Regions from separate parts of the Sus scrofa genome. Here all the other regions are linked to region 1. Evidence: chromatin contacts called from public Hi-C and HiChIP or PLAC-seq data. All regions are on one chromosome and are shown on one strand. The core of a region is the stretch at or near the end of the contact, and the rest is flanking DNA. Distances in the headings are between cores, read along the strand shown. Region 1 holds the start of LOC102158906 (protein ZNF738-like). Region 2 holds the start of LOC110261291 (zinc finger protein OZF-like). Region 3 holds the start of LOC100624467 (zinc finger protein 347).

Region 1 (3,579 bases), core at 761-3,260:
TAGCCTGGGAAAATCGATATGCCACAAGTGCAACCCGAGAAAAGACAAAAAAAATAAAAAATAAATAAAAAGTTCAAGAACCCAGTCAGTAAGGAATCCAGGCCATCCCTCAACATCTGCACAGAAAGCAGAGAGGGGACGTGAGGGGAAAGTCTACTTAGTTGGACACTTCAGCTTAGAGCTCACTCATTTAGCAGATCACTTAAAGGAAAAAAGAAGCTACCAAATATGAAACGGGTTAAACTAGGTACTGGTGAAATAAGTTAGAAAGACAAATACCCTATGATATGACTTATATGTGGAATCGAAAATGACAGAAATGAACCTATCTACGGAACAGACTCATGGACAAAGAGAACAGACTTGTGGCTGCCAAAGGGGAGGGAGGTTGGGAGCGGAGTGGAGAGGGAGGTCGGGGTTAGCAGGCGTGAGCTACTACACACGGAAGAGTTAAACAATGGCACAGAGAACTACATTCAATGTCCTATGATAAACCATAATGGAGGAGTTCCCGTCGTGGCCCAGCGGAAGTGAATTTGACTAGCATCCATGAAGGTGAAGGATCGATCCCAGGCCTCACTCAGTGGGTTAAGGATCCAGCATTGCGGTGAGCTGTGGTGTCGGCTGCAGACACAGCTGAGATCTCACATTGCTGTGGCTGTGGCAGTAGGCCAGTGGCTACAGCTCCAATTCGACCCCTAGCCTGGGAACCTCCATTTGCCATGGATGCTGCCCTAAAAAAAGAAAATAATGGAAAAGACTATTTCTTTCAAAAATGTATATGTATGTATAGCTGAATCATTTTGCAGTACAGCAGAAATTAACACAACACTGTAAATCAACAATACTTCCATAAAATATATTTTAAAAAATAAAGGCGGTTTTAAAAAGCACCATGTGGGGGAGCTCCCCTGTGGACTAGTGGTTAGGACTGACTGCTCAACCTGAGGTTCAATCCCTGGTTTGGGAACTGAGATCCCACAACAAGCAGCTACATACGTGATAACCAATCAGTTGCATTATCTGATGACAGAAATTCTTCCCCCATTTCTTGGAAGGGAAGAGAATGACCTGGAACAGACTGAGCTAAGTCTCCGCCCTCCAGAGGCATTTGGGTTGCAAATGAAGTCATCATCTGAAGCAATTATTCGAAAATGGAGATCTCTCAAATACCGACTGTTGCAACGGTCATTCTCTTCTGCGTACTTGTAAGAAGTAAACAAATTTTAAATAAATTAGCTTACAGAGACCCTAGTTAGTTCGTCACAGCTTAATTCTCCAGATTTAATCAACTCGATACTGATGACCCTGGATTTGGGTTCCCCCCTCTCCCCACCATTATGTGCTTGGTTCTCTATATACGTCTCTCTGGGTCCTTCTGCTTCTCTCCTTTGTTTCTACTCTTCATTCTGTCTCCCTCCCTCTCTAGTCCTCCTCCTCCAGCAGACTGTGTGGTCCCAATCTGTTTCCATCCCTGTCGCTGTTTCTCCCCACAGGTTCTGACGTCTCACTCACTGCATATATATCTACCTCTGTATCCCTCTCTGCTCTCCCTGGAAGGAGAAGTCGGGCGCTTACGCATCTCCCGAGTGAGGTCGTTACAGGGTGGAACTGGGCGGAGGGGTGGGGGTGGGGGCTGCTGAATCGGCAGTCAGACAAAGGTTTGAGAAAGGGTCCAGAAGCAAACAGGCCGCCCGAGGTGAGTTTCTATACGGACCGAAGGCAGAACACCGGGGCCGGCCTGCGCGGGAGTGATTTTTACCAGCGTCAGACCCAGACTCCCGACACACGAAGTCTTCCGGCGTCGCCGCGAGAGCCGAAAAGGGAGGAACCTAAGCGCCGGCGCCTTCAGGGAATATAACTTACCGAGAGACCCCGCAAGCTGGGTGTGGAGAAGCAGGGCCTGCGCATAGCGCGGTAACGAACCAAAATTCCGAGACGCACACGCCCCCGTGCGCCCGTCGTTTCTCAGGAACCGCTTCCGGGTCTAAGCGACCCGCGCGTGCGCACCAGGGCAGGGCCGCCAGGGGCGCGTCTGGGTCGTTGGCAGGGCGGGGCAGCGAGGTTGCTGGTGGGCGGCAGGTCTGGCCTTTTTCTCTCGGAGAGGCTCTGCTTCTCTGCTTTGGATCCTGTGAATGGGTCTCGTGTCCTTTAGAACCAGGCCATGTGCAGAATTAGAGACGCGCGGGCCACTAATGTTGGAACCGGAGAGTTGAGAACGGTTTGGCTGAAAACACCGAGCGGAGAAGACGCGGATGCTCGGAGCCGCGAGGCTGCGACCAGGGGGACCGCTGGGACCTGGGGGCGCGGCACGAAGTTGGGGGGCGGGGCTGGATCCGGGAATTTCTGAGACACGGGGCAGTTGTGGCTCCTTATTTAATGAAGCGAAAGCCTCAATTTTAGAGTGGCTGATGGAAATCCGAGCGTGGCAGGAAGTGCAAAATTGTTTCTGTGCGGAATTTGCAATGTTATACTCCTTTTCTTCAGAACATAACTTTCCCTTCTGTTCCCCATACACTTGGAGGCATAAGAAATCACTGGGAAAACTTTCAACCCCAAACCTGTCATTGTCTGAGGAACTCCTTTGGAGACACGAGCAAGCAATTGACTACAGTCAGGCTTTTGAGAATACCGCTATTAAATAATGCAAACATTTTAATTTTTCTTTACCCTTTGACCTGTATCTCGTCACAGTATATGACGAATAAGACCATTTATTGTCATTGTGATAGGAATTTCCATTTCCCAAATACCAACATCTCTGCTGTAGGTTTTGCTGCTTATTAACTTCTCATATGCACTATGGTATGTTTCTCAATTTTTAATGTCACTGATCTCTCTCAATCAGAAATGTCTCCTACGGATAGCCGCGCCCTCTTCTCTTGTGGCTGTTCTTTTTCTTTATTCTGTATGATTTTTCTGTAACATTGCAGGCTTCAGAAACTGAGTGTCGGAGTTCCCTTGTGGCACAGTGGGTTAAGCAGTGGCATTGTCACCGCTGTGGCCGGAACCGCTGCTGTGGCGCTTGGTTCCATCCCGAGCCCAGGAAATTCCACGTGCCTTAGGCACAACCAAACAACAACAAAACACACACAAAATTGAGTGCCTATATCAGGAACAGATTAAGTTTATAAATTAGCTTTGAAAACTGACCTCATCATAATGTTGAGGGTTTTTTTACCCAGGATATGATGTGGTTTTCCATTTGTTTATACATATTGCATATATTTCAGGAATGTTTATAGTTTTTCTCACATAAGTTTTACAAGTTTTTATTAGATTTACTCACAATTGGTTTATTTCATTTCAGGTTATGCTTTTCTAATTATAGTTCTCTGCACTGTAACTTGTAAATGATTGGGTTTTGTACCTACAAACGCTGTTTTTTAAATATTTATATTCTATGATCTCCCTGGTTTATTTGTTGTAGGTTTTCTATCTTTTGTGTTTCCAGATGTTTGATTCATCACGTATGCATCATCTTCAAGCATAGTGTTATGTCTGTCTTTCCAATTCCCATGCCAGTTGAAATTGCCCTGGCCAAACTTCCAACACAATGAGAAATGAATGGGACAGGTG
Region 2 (3,579 bases), core at 615-3,114, 200 kb after region 1:
GCACCAGTTAGTGACACTTTTTTCCCTACTAATCTCCACCCTTCCTCCACCCCACACTACGGCTTACATGCAACTGCCTAAATCAAGGCAACTGCCCCAGGCTGAACAGGAATTGCAAAAGCAAGTTATCATTTGTTACAAATAATTACTAAATGCACAAACTTGCAGTTCCCGGCCTGGAGATCCTGATTTGCCCTCTGGGCTACAACCCTTCTATCTGGGTTGTGCTTCCTTTGCCGCCACACTCTCACACCCTCAGGGGGCTATGCTTACTTCCTGCTGGCTTTTTTCTTGGCTCCTCTCATTATTTCCAATTATGCCCAGTGTAGCAACAATGGGGCCCCTGTCCAGGGCCTGAACAAGGACTCCTGTCTAACACTCAGAAACATATCATCTGACGAGTGTGCTGACAAAGCAAAAGACTGTTCTGGAAGGAACACTCAGGCCCAGGGCAGTAGGGTGAGAGAACCGACAACTGCTCTGCCATGTGGATCATAGATAGTATCACCTTTTATGGGAATGGGGTCAGTTTCTGGGCTGTCTCTTGCTCTGCCCATATCCGATCTGACTCAGGGCCCTTCCTGGTGGCAAGTGACTCTCTCAGGCAAGATGGGTTCCAGCTCCAAGGCATCTGGGAGGTTGGTCCTCTCTCCTTCCTCAAGACTCCACCTGGTTGTTTTCCAGGCAGCACCACCTTCCTTATCAGGGCCCCCATTGAGAAATGTCTCATGCTAGCAGTAATTAAGCTGCCTGGCCAAGGTTTGTGGTTGGGGTCAAGAGTTTCCTAACACCAGCAACTGTTGCTATGAAGGCCAAGGTTCCAACTCTTTTATCCCAGCCACTCTCACTTTGCCTGAAATGCCTCACCGTTGTTATCCCCCCTTCTACCACTAATACGCTGCCGGTCTCTCAGGGATTTTCTCCAATTCCTGCTGATTCTCTTTTAATTACTTCTTTATTTACGTCTATCATACTGCAGCAGGTACAAGCATAAACCGCTGTTATGCCAGTGTCTCCCTAGAAGAGCTTCCGGCATCGCCTAAGTTACTATCGTCCTCTGTAATTCTTGTCTCCAGTTTCTCTCTCTCTCTGTCGCCCTCTGCACCTGCTTCTCCTGGATTCCCCTTGCCTACGTATTCGCAACTGAATAAAACGCTCGCCTACGGGAAGAGACCATTTTTCATCCGGAGATATCTGAGAAGGAACAGTACCCGGGGTCCCACGGCTGGTCAGGGTCACCTCCTCCTACGCGGGATGCGGGGAAGGGCTGACGACGCAGGGGAGGCCTGCGGGGCAGAAGGACCGGCCTGGGGAGCCGCGAGGACAGAGGGGCTGCAGGGAGGGAGGGTGTCTCAGCAGAGGGGGGCTCCCGAATCCCAGCACCAGGGCGAGGACGCGGCTTCTCCGGGAGCCGGGCGGGCGGCGCTGCCTCCAGGGCGGGGGGCGAGGTGGGGCGCGGGTCCTCTTCGCGGAAGAGGACTTTACGTGGGGGGTGGGGGCGACGAAGGCACTAAAGGTTTTTAAGCAGGAACGTATCTCGAAACGCAGCGTCTATGTGGACCTCAGGCAGAAAAGTCAAAGGCAGAGACTGGCCTCAGAGCGATTTCAAACCCAAAGGAAAACATACCTGACCCAGAACGGCGACGTCCGGAATTGCTCCGGGTGGAGACGCCGCTGCTGGAATAGAAACTCGACAGTCACTCCCAAGACTGTGAGGACACAGCAAGGGGCACCTCGCAGCCAAATTACACAAGAAAGGAGCAAAAAAAACCCGACCCGCTATCTGACCTTCACTTCCTGGACTGTTTCCCTTTCCCGAGGAAAATGTCTGCGCCGCGAAGAGGCGGGACTTCCGGGGGCGGGACCTGGGCGGGGCGCTGTCTGTGCGGGGCGGGGCCAGGAGCGACCCCTGGGCAGCACCTGAGCCGGGAAGGGCGGGTCCTTAAGGTGATTTCCTGCACCTGCTAACTTTAAGAGACTCTCTGCAACGGTTATAAGATAAATGCATAAAATCGTGGGGGTCAGTTACTTAGGAAACGAAGATTCTTCCTCTAAAGAGAGAAAAGTTTTCCATAAAATACTACCATGAAAAAGAACAGTATAAATGGAGTTTCCCTTGTTGCATAGTGGCTTAAGGATCCCGTTGTCTCTGCAGATGCTCTCATTGCTGCTGTGGCACGGGTTCCATCCTGACTCAGAAACTTCTACAGGAGTGGAACCAAAACAAACAAAGAAACAAAATTACACTGTGAGGCCGTCTGAGGGGGTCAAGGCCCAAAGCAAACATAGGCACTCTGCTCAAGCATGATATTCCGGGAGTTCCCGTCATGGCACAGTGATTAACGAATCCGGCTAGGAACCATGACGTTGGGGGTTCAATCCCTGGCCTTGCTCAGTGGGTTAAGGATCCGGCGTTGCCGTGAGCTGTGGTGTAGGTCGCAGACACGGCTTGGATCCTGCGTTGCTGTGGCTCTGGAGTAGGCTGACAGCTACAGCTCCGATTAGACTCCCCTAGCCTGGAAATCTCCATATGCCGTGGGAAGCGGCCCTAGAAAAGGCAAAAAGACAAAAAAAAAAAAAAAAAAAAAAAAAAAGGGCATGATATTCCAAGGTGCTGGTGACTACCTTCCTGGAACACAAAACAAATATTAGTAAGGATGTGGAGAAAAGAGAACCCACTTAAACTGCACCAATGCAAATTGGTGCAGCCACTGTGGAAAACTGGACAGTTTTCTCCGGCAATTAAAAACAGAACTTTCTTATGACGTAGCAGATCCACTCTTGGTTATATATCAGAGAATGAAATAAAATGATAGGATTTTCTTGGTTTTTGTTTTTCAGCCACAAACATGGCATGTGAAAATTCCCAGGAACGGGACTGAACCTAAGCCACAGCAGTGACCCAAGCTGATGAAGTCACAAAGCTTTCTGCACCACAAGGCAACTCCTGATTTATTTATTTATTTTTTATTACTCAATGAATTTATCACATCTGTAGTTGTATAATGATCATCACGTCCAGTTTCACAGGATTTCCACCCCAAACGCAAGCACATCCCCCACCCCCCAAACTGCCGACTCGATTTTTTTTTAGCAAATAGCCTAATTATGAAGAAAAAATACATCTTATTGAAAATGGGTAAAAAATGTGTTTTGCTCTAGTCTGAACATTTGATGTCCTTACTGAAGAGATCAATTGTATCTACTCAGAAAACAATGCTGGTCTGCTGACTCTGGTGAAAATAATTTCCCTCCTCATTAAAAAAAAAAAAAAAAAAAAAAAAAGAAAGTAGCATTTAAGGAGTTCCTGTTGTGGCTCAGCAGAAACGAACCCAACTAGTATCCATGATGATGCAGGTTCAATCCCTGGCCTGGCTCAGTGCGTTAAGGATCTGGCAGGCCATGAGCTGAGGTGTATGTCAAAGGCCAGGCTCAGAACTGGCATTGCTGTGGCTGTAGCATGGGCCAGCATCTGCAGCTCTGATTTGACGCCTAGACTAGGAACTTCCATATGCCTAGGGTGGCCCTAGGGGGAAAAAAGCAACAACTCATGAATGCAGGTTTCATAGCATTGCGAGT
Region 3 (3,579 bases), core at 783-3,282, 130 kb after region 1:
ATACCTGACTTCCATGTGCAGCTTCTTGATCCTGGTTGACAGGGAGCAGACTGTGCATCCAGCTGGAGCCCTAAACAATCCTTGCTGCCCACTAGCCCCGCCCAGGATGATGCCCAGGGGGGCCTCTTCACAAGCTCCAGGTCACTGGGTCAAGGGGAGATGAGGTCTAAGTGGGTGAGAGGCCCTGAAGGACCGGCCAGGTGAATGTGAACATCAGTTGTCAGGCAGGATGCTTTAGGGCCAGACAAGATGAGTGAGTCTAAAGAAGGGTATTTCAAGAAGGAAAGACTGAGAATGAAATGAAAATGTGACTTTACCTGAAAGAAAGCCATTCCTGACTCCTTGTCTTTAGCCTTCCTCCTCTTCCTGGCTTCTTCCTCAGACCACGTGAGTCTTTAGAGGATGATCTTGAAAGTTGAAAAGATACAGTTTAAAGCTTAGAATCAACCTACCCCTTTTGCGTGCACACGCGCACACACACACACACACACACACACACACACACAGGGAAGACCTCACCATATGGGAGAGACAGGCCTCTGCTGCCCACTGTCCCAGGAGGGATTCAGACAAGTTTCTTATTTCTTGTTCTTGCCACTCAAGGCCGTTAAAAGAAACCCTAGCCCTTTAAGAGTTGCTTTCCAATTCCTGCAGATCTGGCTTTTTTACTCACTTCTCTATTTTATTCACCTGCGACTTTCAAAGCTAAATCTATTCCATTTTACTGCCTCTTTACAAGTCCCTCACCCATCCTCTAAGTCCCCATTGGTTTTCCCTCATTCTTTCCTCCTTTTCAGTTTTCTATTTTTGTCTCAGTCGCTTTCTGTCTCTGCTTCTCCTGATCCGCATCGCCCACGTATTTACCGAGATGGTGACTGAATAAAATGCCCGCCTACTGGAAAAACACATTTTCCAGCGGGGTGGAATTTGGGACCGTAGAACACTGGGCGTCACACGGTGGCCCAGGTCACCTCCCCTTTCGCGGGGTGCGGGGAAGGGTTGACTCCGCAGGGGAGGCCTGCGGGACAGAAGGACCGGCCTGAGGAGCCGCGAGGACAGAGGGGCTGGACGGAGGGTGTCTCAGGAGAGGGCGGGTTCCCGAATCCCAGGACCAGGGCGAGGACGCGGACTCTCCGGGAGCCGGGCGGCTGGAGCTGCCCTCCAGGGGCGGGGCAGAAAGTCTGGGGGTGCGGGGGGGGGCTCCGAACCCACCTCTTGAAAGAGGGGTTTACCCCGGCGCGGGGGGGGGGGGACCCGCAGAGGTAGTGCGGGGTTTTATGAAAAAGAACCCAGCGAAAGAAAGACAGCCTCTACGTGGACCGAAGGCAGAAAAGCCAAGGGCAGGGACCAGCCTCAGAGCGAGTGCACACACCAAAGAAAAGATAACCCGACCAGGAACGGCAACATCTGGATCTACTAGGGGCGGGGGCCCGGGCGCTGGGATCTTAGGCCTGAAGTCACTCCCACACCCTGAGGAGGGAGGAAGGCGCACCGCGAACACACATTTACACAAGAAAGGAGAAACTTACCCCGTCCAGCCGGACCTTCCCTTCACTCCCTGCTGTCCGCGGCTGCTCCCGCTCCTGCTTCCGCTTCCGGAAAAAAGGCGCCTGCCGAGCGCCAGGGGCGGGGCTTCCGGGCGGGGCCTGCGCTGAGCGCTGCGGGCCGGAGGGTCCGGGGCGGGGGTGGCGGGGGAGGAGGGAGACCAGATGTGCGCGGGGGCGAGGGGCCCCGGCGCTGGCCGGGGAGCGCGCTTCTGCGGACTTTGAAACTGCTTTTGTTTGTTTTTCTTTCTTTCTTTCTTTTTTTTCCCCGCCGCACCTGCGGCATATGGAAATTCCCGCTCGGGGGCAGGGCGAATAAGAGCCGCAGCTGCGACCTACACCACAGCTGCGGCCGTGGGAGCCTTCCCCCCGCTGCGCCTGGCGGGCAGCCCAGGCAGCCTCGGAGAACAGCGACTCCCGGGCCCACTGCGCCTGGCCCGGGTCCCGCGCTGCGGCAGAGCCAGCCGGGATCCTTGCCTCGGCGGCGCCGCCGCACAACTCCTGCCACGGCTGCTTTTAAGGTAAAAAACTTCTACTTGTGTGGACCACTGATGTCATGGAATCTAAGACGTTTCCTCCTAAACAAGTTCAAACCGGTTTGAATTAAAAAGCTATTTTGGGAGTTCCTGCTGTGACGCAGTGGGTTGCCGCAGCTGTGGCATAGGTCGCAGCTGTGGCTTGGATTCAGTCCCTGGCTGGGAACTTCCATCTGCCGCGGGTGAGGCCATAAAAAAAAAAAAAAAAAAAAGGCTATTTTGCCAGCAGTTTGCTCACACGTCCTGCTTCTGCGGCTCAAGCAATTCAGCGGTTGGGAACGTTGGTCCAGGTGGCTGCTCTGGGGCAGTGCCTGGCTGTGGGAACATTTTCTGCAATTAGAATTAATATAAGCCTGCTACGGAAACAAGAGCTGGAATTTTCTCTGTATCACAAAGTAGAATGAGAAATATGAAACCCTCCCTGGGTAGAACGGGTTATTTCATGCTGAAACCGTACAAAACAGCTTTTCCTTTCCCCGCCTCATTCAGCCATGGGGTGGGGGGCAAACGCAACAAGCTCTCAGTGCCAGAGACTCAAGAACAAAACCTGGGGTCTGACGCAGGAGAATGAAGCCATCTGATACTTTGTTATTAAACATCGCTTTAAAAATAGCAATAAAGGGGGGGGGCAGTTTCCTGGTGGCACAGCAAGTTAAGGATATCTCATTGTTCCTGCTGTGGCTCTGGTTGTGGCTGTGGCATGGGTTCAATCCCTGGTGGGGAGCGTAGGCACGCTGTGGGCATGGCCAAAAAAAAATAGCAGTGCATTTTAAAAAATTGCTGTGGATTGCAGTGGGTTTTTTTCTAAAGGGTTTTATTTACCTCTTAAGATCACATTTTCCCCGAGTTATATTTCAGCGTCTCTGACGCATATCACTGTATGAGTTTAAGGTTTACAGCATAATGTTCTGACTTCTATGTATTGAAATGATTACTGCAGTAAGTTTAGTGTCCAACATTGCATACAGACACAATAAAAAAGCAAAAAAAAAATTTTTATCTAACTGCATAATTTTTTTAAAATACTTAGGAAAGGCATCTTATTGAAGAAAAGTAAATGCTTGAGAATGAAGATTGTAATATGGATACTTATATAGTATTTTTAATATAATTTTGATTTTAAGACAAAAATATTTTCTTCTGAACAATGAATTAAAAAGAAAAAATGGAAAACGATAATGGAAGAAAGAATTATTTCTTGTTTTCAGAACAGCACAGCTTTTTAAAATTAAAGTATAGCTGATTTACAATGTTGTGCCAGTTTCTTCTGGAGAAGAGCTTAAAGTATTTTTTTCTTTTTATGGCTGCACCTGCAGCATATGGAAGTTGGGTTAGGTGTGGAATTGGAGCTGCTGAGGCCTGTGCCACCGCCATGGCAACGCCGGATCTGAGCCAAAGCTTGTGACAATGCAAGATCCTTAACCCACTGAGGGAGGCCAGTGCATCCTCACTGACACCTTGTCCGGTTCCTAACACGCTGAGCCACAAGAGGAACTCCT

What was found. Hi-C and Micro-C count contacts between places; a contact is called where the count stands out from the background. HiChIP or PLAC-seq counts read pairs in DNA pulled down with a chosen protein or histone mark.
Region 2: a contact with region 1 is called in a Hi-C map of embryonic fibroblasts, with 2.8 times the contacts expected there. The contact joins the promoter of LOC110261291 here to the promoter of LOC102158906 in region 1. A contact is called at or near these places in 1 of 5 promoter capture datasets (fetal skeletal muscle) and 1 of 47 Hi-C or Micro-C datasets (embryonic fibroblasts).
Region 3: a contact with region 1 is called in an H3K27ac HiChIP or PLAC-seq map of alveolar macrophages. The contact joins the promoter of LOC100624467 here to the promoter of LOC102158906 in region 1. A contact is called at or near these places in 1 of 5 promoter capture datasets (liver), 4 of 47 Hi-C or Micro-C datasets (alveolar macrophages, embryonic fibroblasts, heart right ventricle and 1 more) and 1 of 2 datasets of contacts at active chromatin or transcription factors (alveolar macrophages).

The regions. Positions count from the first base shown.
Region 1 is chr6:57,127,265-57,130,843 of Sscrofa11.1, forward strand. It overlaps LOC102158906 (protein ZNF738-like), which reads right to left and starts at 2,011. Exons shown (of 8, transcript XR_002345350.1): 1 at 1,867-2,011.
Region 2 is chr6:57,329,059-57,332,637 of Sscrofa11.1, forward strand. LOC110261291 (zinc finger protein OZF-like) reads right to left here and starts at 1,865. Exons shown (of 6, transcript XM_021097263.1): 1 at 1,789-1,865; 2 at 1,628-1,677.
Region 3 is chr6:57,256,513-57,260,091 of Sscrofa11.1, forward strand. It overlaps LOC100624467 (zinc finger protein 347), which reads right to left and starts at 2,033. Exons shown (of 4, transcript XM_021097261.1): 1 at 1,530-2,033; 2 at 318-407. The coding sequence starts at 332. It overlaps LOC110261368, which reads left to right and starts at 885. Exons shown (of 3, transcript XM_021097569.1): 1 at 885-966; 2 at 1,479-2,065. The coding sequence starts at 885.